Regions from separate parts of the Mus musculus genome. Here region 2 is linked to region 1. A link is a contact called in public Hi-C data. All regions are on one chromosome and are shown on one strand. The core of a region is the stretch at or near the end of the contact, and the rest is flanking DNA. Distances in the headings are between cores, read along the strand shown. Region 1 overlaps Hhex (hematopoietically expressed homeobox). Region 2 overlaps Fra10ac1 (FRA10AC1 homolog (human)).

The links. Hi-C and Micro-C count contacts between places; a contact is called where the count stands out from the background.
Region 2: a contact with region 1 is called in a Hi-C map of liver, with 4 times the contacts expected there. The contact joins two enhancer-like sites. A contact is called at or near these places in 1 of 39 promoter capture datasets (liver) and 1 of 484 Hi-C or Micro-C datasets (liver).

Annotation. Positions count from the first base shown.
Region 1 is chr19:37,439,465-37,442,251 of GRCm38.p6, reverse strand. Hhex (hematopoietically expressed homeobox) reads right to left here. Exons shown (of 4, transcript NM_008245.3): 4 at 1,521-2,668. The coding sequence ends at 2,447. Among named protein-coding and RNA genes, the nearest start is that of Hhex, 6.0 kb to the right of the region's middle. Within about 2 kb of position 1,316, at least 9 of the 459 cell types and tissues checked have an H3K27ac peak or open chromatin away from gene starts, as enhancers often do. A contact at or near this core is called in liver, where this site is marked.
Region 2 is chr19:38,189,894-38,192,593 of GRCm38.p6, reverse strand. Fra10ac1 (FRA10AC1 homolog (human)) reads left to right here. Exons shown (of 14, transcript NM_001081075.2): 13 at 2,687-2,700. Among named protein-coding and RNA genes, the nearest start is that of Gm52398, 27 kb to the right of the region's middle. Within about 2 kb of position 1,448, at least 8 of the 459 cell types and tissues checked have an H3K27ac peak or open chromatin away from gene starts, as enhancers often do. A contact at or near this core is called in liver, where this site is marked.

The DNA.
Region 1 (2,787 bases), core at 67-2,566:
CCTTGGGATACATACAGACTTTCAGACCAGACTGACTGTGGCCTTTGCAACCTGTGAGGCAGGTCTAGAGCCTCTAGGCAGGTTAGAATGGTATGTGATTATTCTGGCCCCATGATAACAAGCTCTTATCCATATCATGCGGTGACATCCAGGGTGGCTAATGTCCCATATTCTGTCCTGTGAGAGGTATATATTACCTCTAGTCACAGATGCATAGGATCACAAATGACTGGATTTTAAAGAGAAACCATTTTCACAGGACACTATGGCTAGGGTGGGAATTTGGGTAGCTTCCATCCCTAGTTAAGGGCACTTCCCCCGAAACCTAAGCAGTCCTCTTGAATATCCATCCCTGTTCTGTCCACATTTTTAACCAAGTCCTCAGCTGATTGGAAGCAAAACTCTCCCACTGGATGAAAGGATCCTTTGGGCTCTAACACCAAGATGTAAGAAGAGGAGACAGCATATAACATGAACTGAGCTGGAGATGGGGGACCTGGAAAGGGTCATGTAGGTCAAGTAGACCATTCTCTTGTTCTGAGACCAAGAACTAAAATTCTAAAGCAGATCTTTAAACCTCCAGGTCTACCCTGGCCCCTCTGCCTAAGGACCAGCACTTAGTATATTCTGGAAACCTAGCTCACCTGCAATTCCGGGCCTTCTAAGGAGGACCTGTCCTCACCTAGTGAATGTCCATGTGTGTCCAGCGTTCTTTGGGCAGATTCCACCACATGTTCTTTACTGTATAACTAAAGAGCGTCATGCAGGCCAAGGCTAAAAGAATGTTCTGGGCCGCTCAACAGGTCTCTGTGGGAGGGCTGCTGTCAGACCTGGGCTCTGCCAGACAGGTAGTTGGATGCAGATTAATACCTCTTGTCAGAGCCCTGACCCACATCCAAACTTTATCAACATTCTTCCTCCCCTTTCTCACAAGCACCCTTTCTGGACGCTACCCCAACCCCCACCTTTCTCAGCCATCAAATTCCTGACGCTCCCAATGCTTCCTGCTTCTGCTTGCTGTCTGCAACCCAACTCTAGTAGGAGTTAAGGAAGGGAAACCTACATCAGGGTATGAGGAGAAGCGCAGGCCCCACACACAGGCTGCCATACTGCCAGGACCTCAGGGCATCCAGCTGCTCTCAAATTCTCTCTGGCCACGAGCTTTAATGTTCCCAGATCTTCTAAATTAGCAGCTGGAACCTGACAACATCCGCCCCCCCCCCGCCTCAACTGCCCCCCTTCTCTGCCACTCCAATCCCTGCCTTGTCCCAAAGAGTACAAGCAGCCAGGCTCCCGCAGAGTGTGATACACTGTTGACTCACGCTGGTCAAGGACGGTGGCCGCACACACCAATCGATGGCACTGCACTCAGTGGCAGCTCCAATCCACCCTGCTCGGTCCTCTTTTCCCCCCCCCCGCCCCCCACAGCCCCAGCAAAGAAAGCACAAATGTATATTCTAGAAGGTGGGCACCCCATCTCTCATATTCACTATGGCAAACACACGCGTGCACACACCAAGGCTCTTTAGGTGTCATGTTTAGGTATTTTAACCAAAGAATGAGAATTCAAACAGGGTCGTTCATCTGATGATGAATGTATATGAAAGTTAATTCATTAAATTACAAAAAACCAACCAAACAAACAAACATCATTTTGGCAGAGTTTTTACAAGAAGTAATGCTATATACATGTTATAGACACAGTTTCTATAAAACACACTATCTACAATCTACTTACATTGAATTGTCCTGCTATTTCTAGTTCGTGTGAGATCAGTCTCAAATGAGTCAGTTTCCCTGCCTGTAGGGACTGCGTCATCCCTTAACACCAGGGTCAGAGGCACTGGCTGAGCAAAACAAGATTTTTAGAATCTTATCAACTATCTTGCTTGTAAGAACAGACACCGGGAGCCAAGTGCTCTGAAATGGCTTTGGAGTTAAGGCAGCAATGTAAGATGCCATGTAAAAGTTGGGTATACCCTTTCAAAGTGTTCCATGGATTCCCCAAATGTTGCCCCCACCTAAGTGCACCTCTAAAGTCGAGGGAATAGCTACAGACTTAGGAAAGTCAGTCAAGATCAGCCTCCTAAAACTTAAAACCTTTAAAGTCATAATTTAAGCTTTAGACAAAAGTTCAAATTACCTCTCATAAATAGAAATAAATTCACTTTTTAAAAAATGAGGTCACATTTAGTCACTTTATCAAAACAACTTAAAAACTGGTATAGATACCGTATGTTAAACCAAAGTTAAGGTCTCAACGCAATGCATGTTTGTTAATTAGCCAGTGCACCAAACATTTTCAAAACTCTACAAGAATTGTTATCTCTCTCTCTCTCTCTCTCTCTCTCTCTCTTTCTCTCTCTCTCTCTCCCCCCGAATTTTCCAGTTGGTCTGTAGCAAAACATTATTCTAAAGTCCGGTCTCTAAACATGGCCGATGACTGTCATCCAGCATTAAAGTAGCCTTTATCCCCCTCGATGTCCACCTCCTGGTCGGAATCCTCTGAGATCTCCGAGTCGGGGTCTTCCTGAGAGGCTGGGGAGGGTGAACACTGCGAACGATCCAAAGAGGCACCTTTATTCTGTTCACTGGGCAAGTCTTGACCCTGCTCACAGGAAGTGTCCAAACTGTCCAACGCATCCTTTTTGTTGCTTTGAGGATTCTCCTGGCGATGGGATGAAGATGCAGTTGGTGAGAGCAGAGACATAACAATCAAAGTTGGTTTTGGTTTTGGTTTTTTTCAGCCTTTACCACGCCTACAAAGTCTAGTTTACCAACTGTTTT
Region 2 (2,700 bases), core at 199-2,698, 750 kb before region 1:
AGTAAAATTTCATTATCTGGTATTAGAAAATTGATGTGCTGCTGGGCTGGGGCAATAGTCCATTTGGTACAGTGCTTCCGTGAAAGCAAGAGATACTGAATTGAGTTCTCAGAGCCCACTTTAAAAACTGGGACAAGGTCAGCTCAGTGAGTGAAAGCGCTTGCCACCAAACTTGACAGCTTAATCCCTGAACCCACGTGGGAGTGGGATAGAACTGATTTCCATAGCTTCTTGTCTAGCCTCCATACTGTGTCCTGCATGAGCACCCCTGCATGAGCATGCACATATATAAAAATAAGTGTATGATAAATGTCCAGGTATAGTTGCACACATTTTCAATCTTAGGGCTGGGAAGGCAGAGACAGGCAGATCTCTGGGTTTGTGTCAGGCAGCCTCACCTGTTTAGTAAGTTCAGGGCCAGTGAAAGACCCCTTCTGTGGACAGTACCCAAGGAACAACACTAGAAGTTGACCTTTGTCCTTCATGTATACACGCACACACTATACTTATGCATACCACACACAGACAGATAGACTCATACAAAGGAAATTAGTGTAGAAAAGCTGACTTGTGGAAAGTATTCTTAAGAGGGAACAGAGTGAACACCAGAGCTGTTTGCAGTGTAAGATTTTACAATCAACTGCTTGTTTTTAAAGGCCATGTAGGTTCTGTTCTCTGACGGCTGGACAGTAATGCCATATAGAGAACTTCATTAGGCATAATTGGGTTTTCTGTTCTTTCTTATCTCAGCAAGTGGAAGATTTTATTCTTTCTTGTGTTATCAGTTCAAGACACTGGGAACTGTGTTGATGGCTGTCACAGAGCAGGAATCTTCCTCTAAGACTTTATAGTTTCATCATCATGTGTACATAGCTCATTAGACAGCACCCTCCCCCTGCTATTTGTTAAAGTTGGTGCCACAACAGGTTCAGTTAGGATCAAAGTTCAGGCATACACATTGATTCAAAGATCAGAGTCCAGCAGGTAAAAGGCTAGAACCACCGTGGCAAATCAATGCGGCTTTATTTTTGTCCTGTGCTGAACTGAGGGACGTTCTGTACTGGCAAGCCAAATCCGAGTTAAGTCAGAACTCTAGTGGTAACTCTCCAAGGCAATTAGCTCTTATTACGTCATTCTTGAAGTAGCATCTTTTCTTTTAATCCTATGGACGTTGTGTAAGTTAAGGTTTGTAAAGAGCACACTGTGTTAGGATGAGCACATCAAGATGTTCTCTTACATTTGAAAGAGTATTTGTCAAACATTTGGAAAAATAATGCTTATTACTTTAGAAAAACTTATTCTGAGAAGAGGAGGCCTTCTCAGACATTGTTTGGAAGAATGGAAACTCTCTAACCTTTCTTCTGGAGGAAAACCTGACCCTGTAACTGGGTTAGAGCACATGTGGTGGCCAATGATGCTGCTTTTGGAATTTGATATTTTATTTGGAATAGATAAGCTCCTCAGATAAACATGGGCAGAAATGCACACTGTTCACCAAGAAAAACAGCGTGGTGGACTGTGTGCCCGCCCACTGTGGAGCTCTTGCTAGCATGTTTAAGATCCTGGGTTTAATCACCAGACTGCTCCCCACCCACCCTCACCCCCAATAAAAATAAAAATGGGAAATACAGCCTAAATCCCCACCAATCAGAAATTAACGATTGGTTAATCAAATTCCATATAACAGTTTTTGTTTTGTTTTGTTTTGTTTTGTTTGTTTGTTTAAGGTTTTCACAGGGCTAGATAGATGGCTCTGTGGCTAAAGCACATATTGGCCTTGGAGAGGATCCAAGTTCAGTTCTAGCGCCTTCATTGGGAGATCTGACACCTCAGCCCTCTGCAAACACCTGTACATACATATGCATCATTCAAAACAAAGATAAATCCTAGAAAGAAATCTCATTATAAAAGCTTTGACATATTTATACGTATTGTCAAGGAGAACTGTCTCTGCTATCTCAAATCCTTTATAGTTACAGTTATGCACAGTATAATCTTAATTTAAATATATATATATATATATGAATGATACCTTTTTAAAGACCAACCACACTTAAAAAGTGACTGTATTACCTGTGGCCTGGGGTAACTTTTCCTTAGGACTTTAAACATTTCCAAATTGCTTTTATTTTAGACAGTGGCAGTATGTATTACCTATAAAATCAGTAAAGATAATATATTCCTATTTTTAAAATATAACAAAATAGACCTCACATGAATTATCTAAACTCAACTAAAATTTATTCAATATTGGATAAAGTAGTATCAGGCAGACAAACTATTCCATGATGTAATTACATTAGTAAGTGGCTCATCTCCAGTGAAAACCCTTAGCCTACAGGAACTAATCTTGAGTGTAGGTCCTAATACATATATGTTCTTTACAAAATTCTTCATTTCTGTTGTATGGCCAAGGAAATAATTAAACCAGCTGCTATTTTAGTGTAACATGGGGAAGTTGTTCATTAGATATTACTTGCATTCACTTTTTGATGAGGCTCTGGTGTTTTTCATATTGTTTAATTTTTTAAAATTTATGGTATCTTGAGGAATAAGTTAAATTTTGTGGAATCATAGAAGTTGAAGCTAAAATACTGCTAAATTCATGGTTAATTTAATTGCACTGGTAAACGATTCAGAATGCGTTATGTTAAAACAATGACGACATTTCCTTGTCAATGAGCAGGAAACGCTGAGGAG